Regions from separate parts of the Callithrix jacchus genome. Here region 1 is linked to region 2. The links are chromatin contacts, called in public Hi-C maps. All regions are on one chromosome and are shown on one strand. Each heading gives the region's core, a stretch centred on a gene start, on an enhancer-like site or on the middle of the called end of the contact. The rest is flanking DNA. Distances are from core to core; before and after follow the strand shown. Region 1 overlaps MAML2 (mastermind like transcriptional coactivator 2). Region 2 holds the start of MAML2 (mastermind like transcriptional coactivator 2).

The links. Hi-C and Micro-C count contacts between places; a contact is called where the count stands out from the background.
Region 1: a Hi-C map of induced pluripotent stem cells shows a contact between it and region 2, with 1.9 times the contacts expected there. The contact joins the enhancer-like site here to the promoter of MAML2 in region 2. A contact is called at or near these places in 2 of 3 Hi-C or Micro-C datasets (induced pluripotent stem cells and skeletal muscle).

The regions. Positions count from the first base shown.
Region 1 is chr10:43,961,704-43,965,652 of calJac240_pri, reverse strand. The region is part of intron 1 of MAML2 (mastermind like transcriptional coactivator 2); the gene reads right to left. Among named protein-coding and RNA genes, the nearest start is that of MAML2, 85 kb to the right of the region's middle. Within about 2 kb of position 2,257, at least 3 of the 16 cell types and tissues checked have an H3K27ac peak or open chromatin away from gene starts, as enhancers often do.
Region 2 is chr10:43,877,113-43,881,291 of calJac240_pri, reverse strand. It overlaps MAML2 (mastermind like transcriptional coactivator 2), which reads right to left and starts at 2,493. Exons shown (of 5, transcript XM_002754687.6): 1 at 695-2,493. The coding sequence starts at 1,207.

The DNA of each region.
Region 1 (3,949 bases), core at 1,008-3,507, 85 kb before region 2:
GTTCTGTTTCATTTATTTCCCAAGGAAAAGCAAGCTTTTAGGTAAACCAGCTGCAAGTGCCATGTTTGCCTGGTTTACTATAATCTCACCCATCTGTACCTTCTGGCTTAGTTTCAATCTTATTATCCATTAATAAAACCAAAGGAGTCATGTTTATTTTGTACCCATGTTTTTATCGATTTCTCTTTGGCTATATTTAATAGTAATCTAGTATTAGAAACAGCTTCCACAGGAGTTAAAAAAAAAGTTCAGGAATTTCTATTCCAGTTTATATATTTGATTGGGTTGAGAACAGCATGGCATTGTAATATCTATATAAACAATGCATTTCTCAAGAGTAATTTATTCGATGTATTATTTGGCATGCTATCACCTCTTTAATCGTGATTTAGTCAACTTTTCTTTTATTACAAATTAGTCAAAATATTCTCTAAAATGTCATGTCCATTTCAGGTGTGTTTTGAATACACTGCCTGTGGCTGTTAAAAGCAGGACTGAGCTCTGTAAGAGAGACCAACATTGTTTGCTAATGTTTCAAAGCCATTTAAAAGTCAAGTAACTTGGAATAAACAGACTGAATCAAAAAACATTAAAGCTATTATAATTCCAACAATTCAACAACAATATTAGTCATTGTTATTTCATCACGATAATATGTTCCGCATTTCTAAAGTGTTTCTCAATTAGAAAATGTTCATGTACCTTACAAAATTTTAAACTACTGCTGAGTCATACATAGCACCTTAAAAGGAAGTCTGGTGTCCACAGTGAAAGATAAGAATTTAAAAGGCAGATGATCTTCCACTGATGACATACATTTATCTAAAGGGAAAGCTAAGACAGCTCTGAAAGAAAGGAAAGGTGAAATGGGATCCTAATCTTTTACACAATACATCCTCTAACCACAGGTGAAACTCCTTTTGAGTCTGTTCTTGGGCTCGGCAGGTATGGAGAGGGGCTGGTGGAACCACAATGACCCCTTTCATTAAAAGGGCACCCAGTTTGGAGTCAACAGACCTGAATGTATGTTTCCCAATCCTTATTTATTACTTGTGTAGCCTTGTGCATGTCGCAATCTCCCTGGGCCTGTCTGTGCCCTCATAAAAGATCTACAATGTTAGTGTATTGACAGATCTCCTTTCGGGGATTTTTTGAGGGAAAATTAAGGAAATATACAGAAATCCCTCTGAAATAAATATTGGTTATAGTTATAGTTCAAATAAGAGCCAGATCACCTCTTTACGTCCTAAAAGCTGAGTGTGGCATAGAGTGCTGGAGTGTCTCTTATGTGGGCTATTGTTCTACATTTGCCCACAATTGCCTCAGCAACTATTCATCCCCAAGTAACCTAACTAGGGGAGCCTACCCCAATGCAGAGGTTACAGGTCCATAACTTTTGTAAAGTCCCTCACAAACTAAGATGTCAGCCACTGCCAAATTAGTTACAAAGTATGGAACCCATCCATTGGGTCACTGGTACGTTTTTTATAAGGGTCAGGCCCCTCTTCAGTTTACTATCTGGAAACTCTTGACTTGCACGCTGCTGGAGAAAAAATGATCTCCAAACCAATACCTTCCTCTGTCAGGAATGTGCACCGGAACAGACTGAGGCAAAAATAACTCATTTGAACACAATACACAACAGTGTATACACATATGTTTTATGGCTAGACTTGAGCTCTTTCTGATTGTTAACATGTCCTGTTTTGTGCCACCCACTCAAAAATGTGTTCTGTTAGGTTCTATTCCTGACCCTCTTAGTCACACTGGGCAAGGCATTTCCATTTTCCTTAGCTTTATTTTACCCGTCTTGGAATCTCGCCTCATCAACTCTTATCACACTGGTTTCAAGTTATGTCTTCTAATCTAATAAAGGAGGGTCCACAAATTAAGCATTACAAATTGTACTAATCATGTACTGAAGTACGTGTCATGACCCCAAACTACTTAAGATGCTCCTGAAATGAAAACGTTGAAAGTAGTACAAATCATTGCTTCAAATACTCTAAAAACTATTTACTACACAGCATATCTTATTTCTGCATAGGGTACTTATTTAGTTTAATACCCTAGATATGCCTTTCTTCTACTATAAGCCCACTACATTCGGTGAGAAGAGTTTGAAGAGCAAGACCCTCTGGCTTTCAAAAGTTAGCAGGTAGTCAGGTATTACCAATACCGAGGCTGTAACATTAACCTAAAGAAATCAATGCATTTCTAATTGTTACATAACTAAACCATGTTATTTACTGTTTGTGCACAAATACATAGTGCCAGCTGACTTTCATTAGGAATGTGGGAGAGACAGCTACAGAGGACAAGCTACAGAAGAGGCCAGGCAATTGCCAGCACAAGCAGGCACGATGCAAAGCATTTCAGCCTGTGAAAATGGACAGAAAAGTAGCGGCCTTCTCTCTCCTGGCTTTAATGCTAGGAAGATGAGGGGAGAGTTGGTAGAGGCAGAAAATGTGATGGAAAAACACGAGTTAGTTTCCCCTGAATTACGCCTACAAGTTGTGTAACCTTTCAAGTGAATAACAAGAATATGGCTAATGATGTAACTGAACAGTACAGCAGTCTGCACAGAGAAAAGTCCCGTTCAAAAGAGAAGAAACATAACCACCAGTGAGAGATAGCTTAGCAGGTGAAGACTGTGTCTCTCTGATACAGAAGTGCTGGGAAGGGAAGAGCATGGTCCCTTTAAATGATATGGAAGTGGGGAAGAGAAGTGCTGTGTAGAGAAAGGCATTGGTCCCTGGCTAGGACTCCACCCTCACCGACCTAGGTGAGGACAGGCATTTTTGTTTTCCTGCCCAAATGTTGCATTTCCCAAGATCATCCTGGCCTGCCACGCCCCCGTCCTGTGCCTATAAAAACCCAAGACCCTAGCAAGACAGACACAGAAGAGGCTGGACATGGAGAGGAGCACATTGGCAGAGGAACACACCAACAGGCACCAGCAGGCCACGGGCCAGCAGAACAATGCAGAGTTTGGCTGGGGCAGTCGGAGGAGCACTCAGGCCACCAAGCGGGCAAACTCCCAGGAAAAACCATCTCCCTTTTGGTTCCCTCATCAGCTGAGAGCTACTCCACTCAATAAAACCTTGTAATCATTCTCTAAGCCCACGTGTGATCCAAGTCTTCCACTACACCAAAGCAAGAACCCCAGGATACAGAAAGGCCCCTGTCCTTGTGACAAGGTAGAGGGTGTAAATGAGCTGGTTAACACAAGCTGCCTTCAGATGGCTAAACTAAAAGAGCACCCTGTAACTGGGGCTTCAGGAGCTGTAAACATTCACCCCAGACACTGCCATGGGATGGGAGCCCCAAAACTTACCTGTCTATATGCCTAGAGGTCTGAGAAGCAGGGCACTGAAGAGGCAAGCCAGTTCCCCATCAAACACCCTCCGAGGGGGGTCAAGGGAACTTTTCCCGTTCTACCTCCTCTCTCAGTACTAAGCTGGTCTGTGTGAGGACCGCAGTCTTTGAAAAACAGCATAATGGTGCAATTCTGCGCTTCACTGATAAAGTGAAATTGACTACATCTCTTTCTAATTAACTATGTCTCAGTTTCAAATACTGCCCTGATCACAAAGGTAGAATCTAAATACAAACTGACATATTAAGACCTAGGTGCTTAGTGGCAGAATGTACTTATTTTAGTCTTCCTGTGCTATGAGGGGCTTTTACTCTTACATGGTTAGGTATGTTTCCAGGGACATGCCTCAGTGAATATCACACATGGAAATGTGGATAATAGTGAGCCCCTTCTGAGATGGAATTATTAAAGGTATATAAATTTAGAGATTTGCAAGACTTAATCAACCGTAACCTTACTGAAAAGTAAATCTCCCACTGAGTAAATCATACATCACTTCACATAATAAGTCTACAGATATTTATAAGAGAGTGAATGAAAAAGGCCATGTAGCCTGCTGAGGAAGAGTAT
Region 2 (4,179 bases), core at 1,244-3,743:
TACTGGACTGGATTAGAGTGTTTGGGAAAAGAATCGAGATGTGGCTCAGGGATTAGGGCGTCTAACAGGGAATCAGAGAGTAGGCCTCTTAAGGAACAGTGCCTCCCTCGTCTCTCTTTGGGATATTTTCCCCAAATTTTGTATGTGACTGAAGGGACATTCAGGGAATTTGCTCTGTGTTACAGCTCACCACTTAGGTTCTCTTACGCCACGAAGAAGGGGTCACTTAAAGAGGGAGAGAGGAAACGGGGCAAGTTGAAAAAGGCTTTGATAAAGGTCAGCTGGGCTGATTAAAGCTTTGGGGCTGGAAAATGGCTTGGGGGCCTAATCAGAGCTGGCTAGCCAAAGCTGGAGGACCCATGAGCTAGAACCTTCCTCAGTGGCTCAGCTCTTGCCAGCTGGTAGCCTCTTGTTTTACAAGCTGTGGACCCTAGAGAGCCTCAGGCAAACTAAGGCTTCTTATCGGTTAAGGAATACCCTACAAGTGAAGGAAAACCCAGGTGTGAGCACCGACAGAACATGAAGAGAAGGCGCATGAAACCACCCAAACAACAAACCCAATGGCCTTTGAGGGAGTCAGGTGACATCTTGGCCTTTTTCACTGCCATCCGCTGTACCTTAGGCCAAAGCAACCTCTACCCTCACAAAAGGCCACAGGACCACCGCCAGAACCATCAGAAAGCCAGGTGCTTACCGCAATCAGGGCTGAGTTCCTCTGGTCCCCCGGGGTTGAAGCGGGTGGCTGCTGCTCTCCGTTTATCCCACTACTGCCACCATTATTGCTACTGTTCAGCAGGTGCTGCTGGTGGTGATGGTGATAGTCTGGTGGGGGCGGTGGGGCTGCTGTTGCTCCTGCTTGGGAGGCCGAAGGAGGGGCAGCAGAGGGCGGTGGAGGGGCTGTAGTGGTGGCAGCAGTGGCAGTGGCCTTGGTGTGTTTGCCAGCCTTCCTTGCCCCCTGGCCATGCTGTACAAGGCTCAGGAGCTGCAAGGTGCTCTCTCTTTCCCGGTCTGAGCTCTCGGCCCTACCTCGTTCATAGCGTCCTTCACAGCTCAGGTGGTGTTGGCGGCAGACAGCGATTCGAGCCCTGAGGCGCTCCACGATAGCACTGTGCACTCTCGGGGTGACGGAGCCCCCTCCAAGGAGCCCCGCCCCAGAGGCCCCCCCTAGCCCTCCTGCGGGGGCCTGCGGGGGCGCTGTGTCCCCCATCTTACTGGACACAATGATTGCTGCCTCTGGGATGGTGAGGTGGAAAGAGGCTACTGCCGGCTATTGCAGGCAAGTCTGTTTTTGACAATGTGAGCTCAGTGTTCAGGGCCACATGAATAGAGGTCTTCAGAGGTTGTGGGGGAGCCGTGGAGGTGTGGGGGAGGGGAGTTAGTAAAAAGAGGGTGGGGAGAAAGAATAGAAACCAAATAGGGGGAGGATAAGTTGGAAACAAACCCTGATTAACTTACTCTAATTGCATTTGACAGCTCTGGAGAAGTTGGACAGAGTTGGTGGATTTTTACCCCCACCAAGCTGACAAGAGCCACTAGGTACTGTGTAAACACACGATCTGGGGGTTAGAGCAAGAATTCAGGGATCGTTCAGCAAGAAACAGAAACACACAGCAAAAGGAACTGAGGGAGGTATTAATAGAGAGGACTCCCCCTCAGCTAGTTGTTTCGGACAATTCTTTATGTGGCTGTTTCTGCAGAGAAACACATTTCTACCATGCCTATGTAACCGGCAGCCTTGACTTTTCCTCAGGTTTAATAAAAAATAAAAAACAGTGATGTTTCAGAAGATTTTTAAGTCACTGTTCAAAATGTGCAAAAATCAAGGGAGACTGTCTTTTGGCTTTTAATTTTTCTTCCCTTTCCTTTCGCTCCGGTGTTTTCTCCTCTTTGGGGTACTGTAGGATGTTGTCTTCTCCCAAAAGAGGGAGGCAGCTTTTCAACTGTTCACAATGTCAGTAATTGGACTTTTGGACCATGCTGTTTTCTTCAGCTAATCCAATCACCGGTAAAATCCTCACTCCCTCTAAGGTTTCCTAGCCTTAAATGAAAAGCAATCTTAAGTCGCTAGCCACTGAGAGAGATCCTTCAACACATTTTTTTTCTTTCCCGCTTACGTTTCTATTCCTCACCCCCGGCTCTATTCTAATACAGTATCAAGAGACACAAACTCTTCCAAGAGTAATTTACAAACGATGGTCAAACTTACAAACTTCCAGCAAATTGCACCGAGTCATGTCCAGCCACTTTTCTGTCCACTTTTGTACATTCCATCCCCGGCCAGTGGATCTGAGGGTCTGGACTCGCAATAAGCAATGTGGCTCTATCTCTCGTATTTGCTCCGCTTTATAGATGGAAAAAAAAGTAGCTTGTATTTTCCTTTCTCTTTCTCGTCTGTTGTTAGCCGCTTTGCTGACACTGGCTCCCGCCCGGAGTCACGGCGATACACAGGCTTTCATTGTGCTCCGATAGGAGAGGGAGAGAAAGAGAGAGAGTGAGACAGAGAGGGAGAAAGAGAGAGCCAGCAAGCTGCAGATGGGGGTGGGGGGGGGCGGGGAGAGGGCGGGAGAGCTCGTTCGAGGCTCCCTGGTGGAAGGCTGGTGCCACTGCGCGAGTGAGTAATCGCAGACAGGCACCGGGGAAAGGGGAACGCAGAGGGCCTCCCAGTGGCTGAAGAGGTAAATCCCAAAGCCTGCTCATCTCAACCCCTCTCCTTGCTCAGCTCAGCCTCAGACTCGGTTAAGTGGGGAAGGCTGGGGAAATTCCCCAGTCTCTACACAACCATTTCACCAGCTCTGAACGTTTAAGAAATTCCGGGCCAGGAATGTGTTTTCCCTTTCAACCCTACATTACGCCCCCCTGAGGATATCATTTTCATTTTTCAATATATGTAAATGACACTATGGAGCACCCTAGCGCGAGCTGTGTGAGCAACCGAGGAAATGTTCATTGACAGAATTAGGAGGATATGAATGTGTGTGTTGAGGGCCGAGGGGGTTGCAGGTGGAGACGAGAGGAAATCACACTGTTAGCTAGCTCCTAAAGGGCAGGCAGGTGTAGCGTTCATCTACCTGCCTGCCCGTTTGCATGTCTCTGGATAAGTGAGTCTGGGTGATTACAGGAAATCAGTTGGGATAAACAGAATATTTTATGAGGATAATACAATTATCGATACCAGTTCTAGAAAAAAAAGGGTTTTTTTGACAATGTCTGATTGCCTGTGACAAACCAAATATAAGACCCGAGGTATCCTTAGCTATCTGGTGCACATGTACAATGAGAAAAGTCAATGTGTAGCAGCTGAGTTTCCAGAAGTTTTTTCTTTCTTTTTTTTAATGGGGTTTGTTATGTTGCCCAGGCTGGACTTGAACTCCTGGGCTCCAGTGATCCTCCCACTTGAGCCTCTTGAGTAGCTGGAACTACAGGTACTTGCCACTAATGTAACTGGCTTTGAGTTTCAAGTTCAATGACAGAAATGAAATAGATCTCACATAGACCATTGTTCCTTCTTCAAGAGATCCTATCTTTAAAATATTCAATCTTGGCCAGGCACAGTGGCTCATACCTATAATCCCAGCACTTTGGGGATCCTCAGGGATCGGCCGAGGTGAGTGGATCACCTGAGGTCAAGAGGTCGAGACTGGCCTGGCCAACATGATGAAACCCCATCTCTACTAAAAATACAAAAATTAGCTGGGTGTGGTGGCATGCATCTAAAATCCCAGCTACTCAGGAGGCTGAGGCAGGAGAATTGTTTGAACCCCAGAAGCAGAAATTGCAGTGAGCTGAGATTACACTATTGCACTCCAGCCTGGGTGACAGAGCAAGACTCTGTCTCAAAAAATAAAAAAGTAAAAACAAATCCAACCTTACTGTGGATTCTGCTTGTTATTATCAGTTATTGAAAATATATTAAGGTGAGCACAATACTGCAAGAGAGAGTCAGGACCAAAAATATTCTGGGTATTCTAATTTGGAAGTCATTTGGATTTGAGATCTCTAACAATAAACCTTCAATCGTTTAAACAAGCTCTGGCATTTCATTAATATGGTCCTGTTTTAAAATGAGCTATGGATATAAATAAATGGGCAAAAATCAAGGCAAACATCTTAATAATGGATTTATTGCAATTTAGTTCCTATAGGCTAGCTTACTTTAGTCCATTTTATTTTCACCAATCC